2 separate regions of the Sus scrofa genome follow, and region 1 is linked to region 2. A link is a contact called in public Hi-C data. All regions are on one chromosome and are shown on one strand. The core of a region is the stretch at or near the end of the contact, and the rest is flanking DNA. Distances in the headings are between cores, read along the strand shown.

What was found. Hi-C and Micro-C count contacts between places; a contact is called where the count stands out from the background.
Region 1: a Hi-C map of liver shows a contact between it and region 2, with 3 times the contacts expected there. The contact joins the promoter of ZBTB24 here to the promoter of PPIL6 in region 2. A contact is called at or near these places in 1 of 5 promoter capture datasets (liver), 11 of 47 Hi-C or Micro-C datasets (alveolar macrophages, fetal heart ventricle, fetal liver and 6 more) and 2 of 2 datasets of contacts at active chromatin or transcription factors (alveolar macrophages and skeletal muscle).

What each region holds. Positions count from the first base shown.
Region 1 is chr1:75,546,926-75,550,966 of Sscrofa11.1, forward strand. It overlaps ZBTB24 (zinc finger and BTB domain-containing protein 24), which reads right to left and starts at 1,870. Exons shown (of 6, transcript XR_002343809.1): 1 at 1,698-1,870; 2 at 1-912.
Region 2 is chr1:75,505,567-75,509,994 of Sscrofa11.1, forward strand. It overlaps PPIL6 (peptidylprolyl isomerase like 6), which reads right to left and starts at 2,678. Exons shown (of 8, transcript NM_001243664.1): 1 at 2,524-2,678. The coding sequence starts at 2,646. It overlaps SMPD2 (sphingomyelin phosphodiesterase 2), which reads left to right and starts at 2,737. Exons shown (of 10, transcript XM_001925290.5): 1 at 2,737-3,287; 2 at 3,458-3,554; 3 at 3,668-3,744; 4 at 4,081-4,174; 5 at 4,307-4,396. The coding sequence starts at 3,238.

The DNA.
Region 1 (4,041 bases), core at 620-3,119, 41 kb after region 2:
CCTCAGGGCCCCCAGGGCGCTTCCTCCTTCCACAGACCCTCCTGGCTGAACCCTGGTCATCTTCATCCCCAACGAGTTTGTAATCCTTCAGTTTGACAGACCTCCGAATCCTCCGCTTGCTACACCGACTCTGGCTGTCCTGCCCATCCTGGCTCTTGGGATCACAGTTCTCATCTTTTTCAGCTGGCATTTCCTCCCCTCTACCTGGCTCACAAGCCGGCTCAGATTCTTCCAATTCTTTTGCTGGAATCTGTTCGCTCAGTACGCCACTGTCGAGCTCTTTAACCATGAAGTGTGCTCTATTCTGAACTGAATTGTTCACTCTCAGCTGTAGTTCTTCTTCTGCAGCCAGTTCTGACTTCCCCTCCTGTAAACTGTTGACTTTTCTTGGTCTTCCCCTTTTCCGCTTTGGAGGCTCATTTTTCTTATTAGAAATGACAACCACTGGAGCACCAGCTGTGTTCAATGTTGCTGGCTTTGGGGAGCTATGGTTATTTTGAAAGTCTGCGTAAGCCTTTACCAGGTCATAGACTTTTAAGAACTGGGCAGTAGCCAGGATTTGTTCTGTACTTTTCTCACTGGCCTGGAGACAACCTGTGTAGATAAATTCCAGCAGGATACCAAAAGTGTCGGCAACCATGCCTTCTAGCATATAAATGGACTGGCCGATCTCTCCTTCTTCAGCAAACATCATTGAGAAGTACTCACTACTGGCAGCCAGTAAGGCTTTGTGGGCCCGGAAATGCACATTCTCCACAATTAAAGTAATGTCACAGAGAAAGCCTTTCTTCCTCTGGTCCTCAAAACTGGCCAGGACAGTGTCACTGTGAGTGTCTGAGTGTACAATAAGCTGCCCTGAAGGCTCTGATGATATTTCTGCCATTTTCTTTAGGCTCTCAAGAAGGATTTGGCCTGAAATAAGAAAACAAAGGTTTTTTTGTTCCACCTTGCCAGTGGAAGTTTCCAAGACAGGTATTGAACCCACGCCACAGCAACAACCCAAGCTGCTGCAGACACCCCAAGAGAACTTCAGAAAATAATGCTTAAAAGGCAGGACACATTGTCTAACCAGGTTAATCCCAGCCCAAAGGAACCTAGAGTCACTTCACTTTGTTAATTGAATTTTACCACTTATCACTTTTAAAAGTCTATTTAAAAACTTAGCTTTGGGTTCCTATTGAACCCTTATCCAGCTGGGTGAACTTCCGACGTTCCCGGGACCTCTCAGGGTCTGTTTTCTTTTCTGTAAAATGAAGGAATCGGATCAATCGTCTCTGAAGTCCTACCCTGCACTAACTTTCCATAGTTGCACAAATATCAGAATGAAAACTAGTGTCTCGACTTTACATATTATTAGCTAGTCTGTGAAACAAAAATGGAAAGGGCGAAGAAAATGTATGTGTACAAAGTCAATTTGGGGGTAGCAGCAATTGAGTAGTAATAACGTAAGGCACATCCGGCTTCGCTTTGGAAGGGAGGCGTGGATTGCCCACGTTGGGCTATCAGACTGCGCGCGGGCAATTCCCCGGGGCCCTGGGTCCGCCGACCTGGGGGCGGGACGAGGGGACGCTGGGACGCGGGTACTCCCGCATCTCCTACCCGGGCCCCTCGGGCCGGACCGAGGAGCGGCCAGCTGGGCAGGGTCGACACGGACGCGGATGCCGCGCCCACCAACGGTGGGCCAGTAGCGGACCTACCTCTCTGGACGTCCGGCGGGGTCTGGATCGCGACTGGCCCACCCAGCGGCCTGGCAGGCGCACTCGCGCCAGGCCGGCCCAGGCCCCCAGCTCCGCCTGGCCAGCCGCCGGCGTCCCCGCGCCGCCCGGCTCCTACCTCTGCGCCGCAGCCGCCGCCAACCCGGAAGCGCCGGCGCCGGGAGCCGCCTGCGCGGACGCCGCACCACGTGGCCCGCAGGGGCGCCCCTGGGCGGGGCGGGGCCTGAGGTCCCCGGAGGCGGCGCAGGGAGGGCGTCTGGTGTTCACAGTGGGTAGAGGACGGTGGGCGGTAATGCTGTTGTCACTCTGCAGCTACGGAAGTTTTACATCCGGTTAGCTGCTCACTGACACCTTAATGAGTTTTGTCTCTTCCCTTTCCTGGACGCTGAAGCTGGCTTTCGGTCTCCAATAAGTGACGAATGAATGAAAGCGCCTGTACATTCACCGTCGTCATAGTCCAATGCCTTAGTTCAAGGGAGTGAAGAGAGGCTGTAGACAGATCTGGGTACTGAGGGGTCTTGATCAAGTGACTTATCTTCTCTACCATATTCGCCTTACTTGTAAAATGGAGAGCTTGACACCAGTGCCAACACTGGGTGGCGGTGGGGCAGACAAGATTAAGTATGCCATGGGCTTAATGTTTTAATTCATGTCTACTATGATTATTCTTCATACTTTCAGCGTCTTTCTTCAATACACTGTTAAGCTTTTCTAACAAGCCTTAGTTGCAGGGTTGTTTCCTCCAATACATGGCATGTCACACCCAGAGACTGGAATCACTCCCCTGCTTAGAACCCATTTTGGCTCCCTTGTTCCCTCCTAATGGAGGCCAAGCTTCTGGATATGGTCCATGAGCCCCACCCAAATCTAGTCCCCTTCTACTTTTTTCTCCAACTATTTCAGCATTTTCTCACAATTTATGGTTCATTAATATCTAATTGTTTATAAGTTATGCCCCTCAACACACCCTTCCAGATGCCCAGCATGTCCTCTCTCTAGTCTCCAAAATTTTGAAATTACCCCCGGTTCTTTAAAATTTTTACTACTGTGTAGATATCCACAAAACAATTTACTGGGATTGGGATTGGGATTGCTTTGAATATATAGATCAAATTGGAAAGAACTATCATCTTGACAATATCGAGTCTTCCTACTCACAACATTGAATGTCTCTCCATTTATTTAGTTCTTAGATTTCATTAATTAGAGTTTTACAGTTTTCCTCATATATTTTACATATTAGATTTATACCTTAATGTTCATTTCATTTGGGTGCTGATATATTGTGGAGGTTTTTTTTGTTTGTTTGTTTTTTTGTTTGTTTAGGGCGGCACATGGAGGCTCCCAAGCCAGGGGTCAAATCAGAGCTATAGCCGCTGGCGTTCGCCACAGCAACGCCAGCTCCAAGCTTTGTCTTCGACCTATACCACAGTTCACTGCAACACTGGGTCTTTAACCCACTGAGCAAGGCCAGGGATCAAACCTGCATCTTGATGGAAACTAGCTGGATTCATTTCCACTGAGCGACGACAGGAATTTCCACTGAGAATTTTTATCATGAGTGGGTGTTGGATTTTTCTTCTTTAACCTGTTAATATAGTGGATTATATTAATTGATATTTGAATGTTGACCCAGTCTTGCATACTCTTCTTTAAATGTCTGGTGGAAATCACCAGTGAAGCCATCTAAGCCTGCTGCTTTCTATTTTGGAAGGTTATTATTTCTTGATTCAACTTATCAATACAGGCCTATTTGGATTATCTGTTTATATTTGTATATTGAAAAATTATCTTTAACAAGGGAAAAATCAAAATGATTTTGGACAAACAAAAAGTGAAATCATTTACCACCAGAAAATCCTACTCTAGGACGGACAATACCCCTAGGAGGAAAGTCTGCGATGTTACAAGGAGTGGTGAGAGAAAAAAATGAAAAGTCTAAACAAACATTGGTTATGAAAGTAAAATGTCTAATTTGGATAGTAAACAAATAGACTGGATCCAAAGTATTGAATACAAATAGCACTTAAGATGGGAGCTGGTGATGGGTATTAAATGTTTTAAGGACAGAGATATTGATTACCTTTAGACTAAGTATGCATGTTAAGAATACTGATAACCACTCCATGGATATCAATAGAATTCATAACTTCAAAACCTTTAGAGGAGAAAAAACAGGCCTTAGTCAGAGTTCTCACTGTGGCTCAGAGGGTCAAGAACCCAACGTAGTGTCCATGAGGATGCAGGTTTGATCCCTGGCCTTGCTCAGGGGGTTAAGGGTCCAGTGTTGCTGCAAGCCACAGTGTAAGTTGCAGATGTGGCTTGG
Region 2 (4,428 bases), core at 1,428-3,927:
AAGCAAGAGAAGGCAGTTGAGGCAGTAACAGTAAGGCCTCACTTTCCTAAGCGAGTGTGAGGAGTAAATGAACCAGCAGGGCAGCTGGCTGCCTCCATCGTGGTCTAAGGAGACACTGGCCAGGCATGCTTCATCAAGGGTGGATACTCCAAGGGGGAGAAGCCAGCACAGGAGTGCACCCTGCCTTGGCAGCAGGGGTGACAGAAGAAGGCAAAAGCAATCCCACCATTTCCGTCTTAGTCGGCTATACCCACCCCCAGCTGATGTGTCCTTTTTCTTAATTCTGTGCTGTCTGAGGTGAGCTGACTGCTGTGCAGGCTGACTGCTGTTTCTAACTAAGTGGCCACTTGGAATAACTATTAGGCCCAAGGGTTTTCAAATTAAGCGTATTTAATCATACTTTCTTCATAATTTAATGTTTGTTTCAGAATGGACTACATTACATAATACTTAGTTACTCTTTATAAATCTAAATCTTTGTCAGTTAATTAGGCTTGGGGATTGCTCACAAATGATCATTTTGGGAATATATTCAAGAATCTTTTATTAAGATAGAACTAACTGGGCGTTCCTGTTGTGGCTCAGTGGTTAAAGAATCCGACTAGGAACCGTGAGGTTGGGGATTCGATCCCTTGGCCTTGCTCAGTGGGTTAAGGATCCGGCATTGCTGTGAGCTGTGGTGTAGGTCGCAGGCACGGCTTGGATCCTGAGTTGCTGTGGCTGTGGTGTAGGCCGGAAGCTACAGCTCCTATTCATCCCCTAGCCTGGGAACCTCCATATGCCAAGGGTGTAGCCCTAGAAAAGACAAAAAAAAGAGAAAAAAAAAAAAAAACAGAACTGAATTTACATTGATATGTTTTCATATTCAAGCTACAGTAGTCAAAAGCTTAAGAGAGTGAAAAGTTAACATTTGGCCTTTTTTTTTTTTGGCAGTGCCCACGACATGCAGGAGTTCCTAGCCAAGGATTGAACCCATGCCATAGCTGTAACAGTGCTGGATCCTTAACCTGCTGAGCCATGAGGGAACTCTGGTATTCATAATTTTTTTTTTTTTTTGGAGAAAACATCCTTCGCAAAAGGAGCTAAGAAAAAATGAGGGAAAAAAAATCCCTCAAGCTCCATTAAATACAACTTGGGCCATAAAACTTTGCTCATCCTATCAACCCAGCTAACACAGTCCATAATTTCTATTTTAAATGATCAACATTTGGTTTTTAGACTTCTTATCACATATTCTCTTCATCTGGATATAAACTTTACTGATTTCGCACAAATTAGTTACTATTTCCTGATTTAATGTAAATACAGACTTTAACGCGGTGGACTTGGAGCAGGCAAGAAGGTAGGAATTCTTAAGATTTCTTCTATTTGGGAACATTTTGTGTCAAGTATCCAGCTGGGTACTTTGGGAGATAACAAACATGAAGAAGGCATTGTTCTGGAGTCTAATGAGGCTTTGAAGAATAGAAGCTTGGCATAATCTTACAGCGGCATTTCTGGAGCAAACCCCAAAGACGTGCTGAATTTGACATTTCAGTAATTCATACATTTCTGCATTTCTGCTGCATTCGGTTACAGGTGTGGTGCAGCATTATTGACCTAGCCAAATTCTTCCAATTAAAGTGTTTTTCCTTTGACATCATTCCACATGTTTACAAAGAAATGTCTGGATTCTCCAAAGCATTTGTGGGTTGTTTGTTAAGAAATCCCTGGAGTTCCCGTCGTGGCGCAGTGGTTAACGAATCCGACTAGGAACCATGAGGTTGCGGGTTCGATCCCTGCCCTTGCTCAGTGGGTTAACGATCCGGCGTTGCTGTGAGCTGTGATGTAGGTTGCAGACGCGGCTCGGATCCTGCGTTGCTGTGCCTCTGGCATAGGCTGGTGGGTACAGCTCCGATTAGACCCCTAGCCTGGGAACCTCCATATGCCGCGGGAGCGGCCCAAGAAATGCCAAAAAAAAAAAGACCAAAAAAAAGAAATCCCTTAAGCACCTTCAATGGAATGGCCCTGACTGTTATAGAAAATTTACAGGGGGAAAAAACTCATCCCTTCCCAAATGAATAGTTTTCAAAAATTACTTGGGGTGGGATTTGAAAAAATCAGCCGCTTACGGGGTACCATTTTCTTTCACAAAGTTTTAAAATCTATAATTTCAATTAAAAATTAATGTGGAGGAGTTCCTCCCGCAGCACAGTGGGTTAAGAACCCGACTGCAGCAAGCTCCTGAAGCTGCAACCATAAAAGAAAAAATTTTTTTTTACCGTGGAATAAAATGTGTGGTAATTTAGAGGAAGGAATCACCTTTATTCCCAGCAAGGTCCTGAACGCTTCCTTCGCTCCGATCTCCCTTTAAAGGTAGCCCTTCTCGAGGTGGAACTCCCGCCAGTACCCGCACCTGCCTTTGCACGCTCCTGTCCACATCAGCCAGAACCTCCCCTCCCCGATCCTGAAGCCCCGCCACGAGAAGGCGCTAGACACAGAAGCCGGACCGGCCGCCCACACTTGCGGTTTCTTCGCGGTTACCTCAGCGGTGCTCTTCGCAACTTGAAAGCTAGAGCTTTTGAAGAGCCCCACCACCTTCACCTGCAGCGGCTGCTCGGGCGGCAACTGCGAGCTGCAGGGGACCGAAAGCCGCTGGCTAGCCATGGCAGCGCGCGAGGACTCCTTGGAGCACAAACACTGCGTGTCGCCAGGGCAACCACGCGACCCCGCCCCCGCCGCCCGCCGGGAGGAAGAGGGCGGGGCGAGGCGTTAGGGCCCGGCGTTTCCTCAACTTTGCTCCTGTTGCTGGTGAGCCGCCTGCGAGGCTAGAGAGGACGCCTGGGCTCCCGCCCCCAGCGGCGAGCGAAGAGGAACCGGGAGCCTACGTCCCACAAGACTCAGCCCGGTCTGCCGCCTGCCCGGGCCTCCTCCAGGACCCCGCCCCGACCCCCGCCTAGGGTCCTCCGCGGGACCTCCTCTCGCGCGGCAGCGGACTCTCATCTGCGCCCGATTTCGCCGCAGATCGCCTTTCCGGGTTGGCGCGCAGCTAGATTGGGGCCAGTCGGCCGGTTGCCCGGGTAACGCGGGAGGCCGTCCCAGGCCGCGCGGGCCTCGCGGCCGCGGCCTTCCCAGGAGCGCGAGGGCGGGGCGACCACCTGTGCCCTTTACCCCTCGAAGAGCCCGGCCAGCTCGCCCGCCTCGGGCCGCACCGCGCTGCCTTTGCGGAGCCGTCCCGCGCCCCCCAGTGCCCTCGCCATGAAGCCCACCTTTTCCCTGCGACTGAAGATCTTTAACCTCAACTGCTGGTGAGTGCGCCCGCCGCCCCGGGCCTGGGACCTCCCTCACATCCGGGGCTCGGCTCTCCCCTGCGCTGCAGCCTCCGGGTATGGAGACAGCGCGCACCTCGCCCCAGCTCCGATGTTTCCCGGAGCGCCGACCACCCCCGCCGTCACCTCCCTGCCCTTCTGGTTCTCAGGGGCATTCCCTTCCTGAGCAAGCACCGGGCCGACCGCGTCAAGCGCCTGGGAGACTTTCTGAACATGGAGAGCTTCGACCTTGTTCTGCTGGAGGAGGTGGGGCCGGGCGGAACTATTGTGGAACCTTGGCCCGAGGGGGCGGCTGGGGGTGCTAGCGGGTCTTTCTCCCCGGGGAAGGGCCGGGCCAGCATCTTGACCCCATTCCTCAGGTGTGGAGTGAGCAGGATTTCCAGTACCTGAGGCAGAAGCTGTTGCCCACCTACCCAGCTGCACACTACTTCAGGAGGTGAGGAGCCGCCTGGCCTCAGACCTGGAGGCTCTTGGCCCTGCCTGCCCTTCCCTACGCTGCCTGCAGCCTATCCCCACCCCAACCCCGCCCAGGCTCCTCTTCTCTGAGTGTGGGAGCAGGAAGAGGCAGAAGGAGGAAGAGCTAGTTCTTCAGCTCTTCTCAAGACTTATTATCAGGGCGTCCTATCAGCCCCAGAACAGCTGATGCTTTGAGTTTCCTTCTGGGGTGGTGCCAGGGGCAGAGAGGAGAAGGTAGCTGATAAGAAGGGAAAGACGCCTAGGGGGAGATTTCTTTGTTTGCTTTTCTGGTTACTGATCAGGGCTTGGTTTTCAGTGGCATCATTGGCAGTGGTCTCTGTGTCTTCTCCAAACACCCAATCCAGGAATTCACCCAGCACGTCTTCACCCTCAATGGCTATCCTTACATGGTGAGTCTGCTCTCTGACCTCTTTCACCATCCACCACTAACACATGGTAACCGAGGTAGCCTAGGGCTGGCTGCAGGAGAGGGGCAGAAAGGGGTAGCTGTGCCCTGAGTTCCTGCCCTCTTCTGCCTGCAGGTCCACCATGGTGACTGGTTCTGTGGGAAAGCTGTGGGGCTGCTGGTGCTCCATCTAAGTGGATTGGTGCTCAATGCCTACGTGACCCATGTGAGTGAAACCGGCAGTGCTTAGGGTGGGAC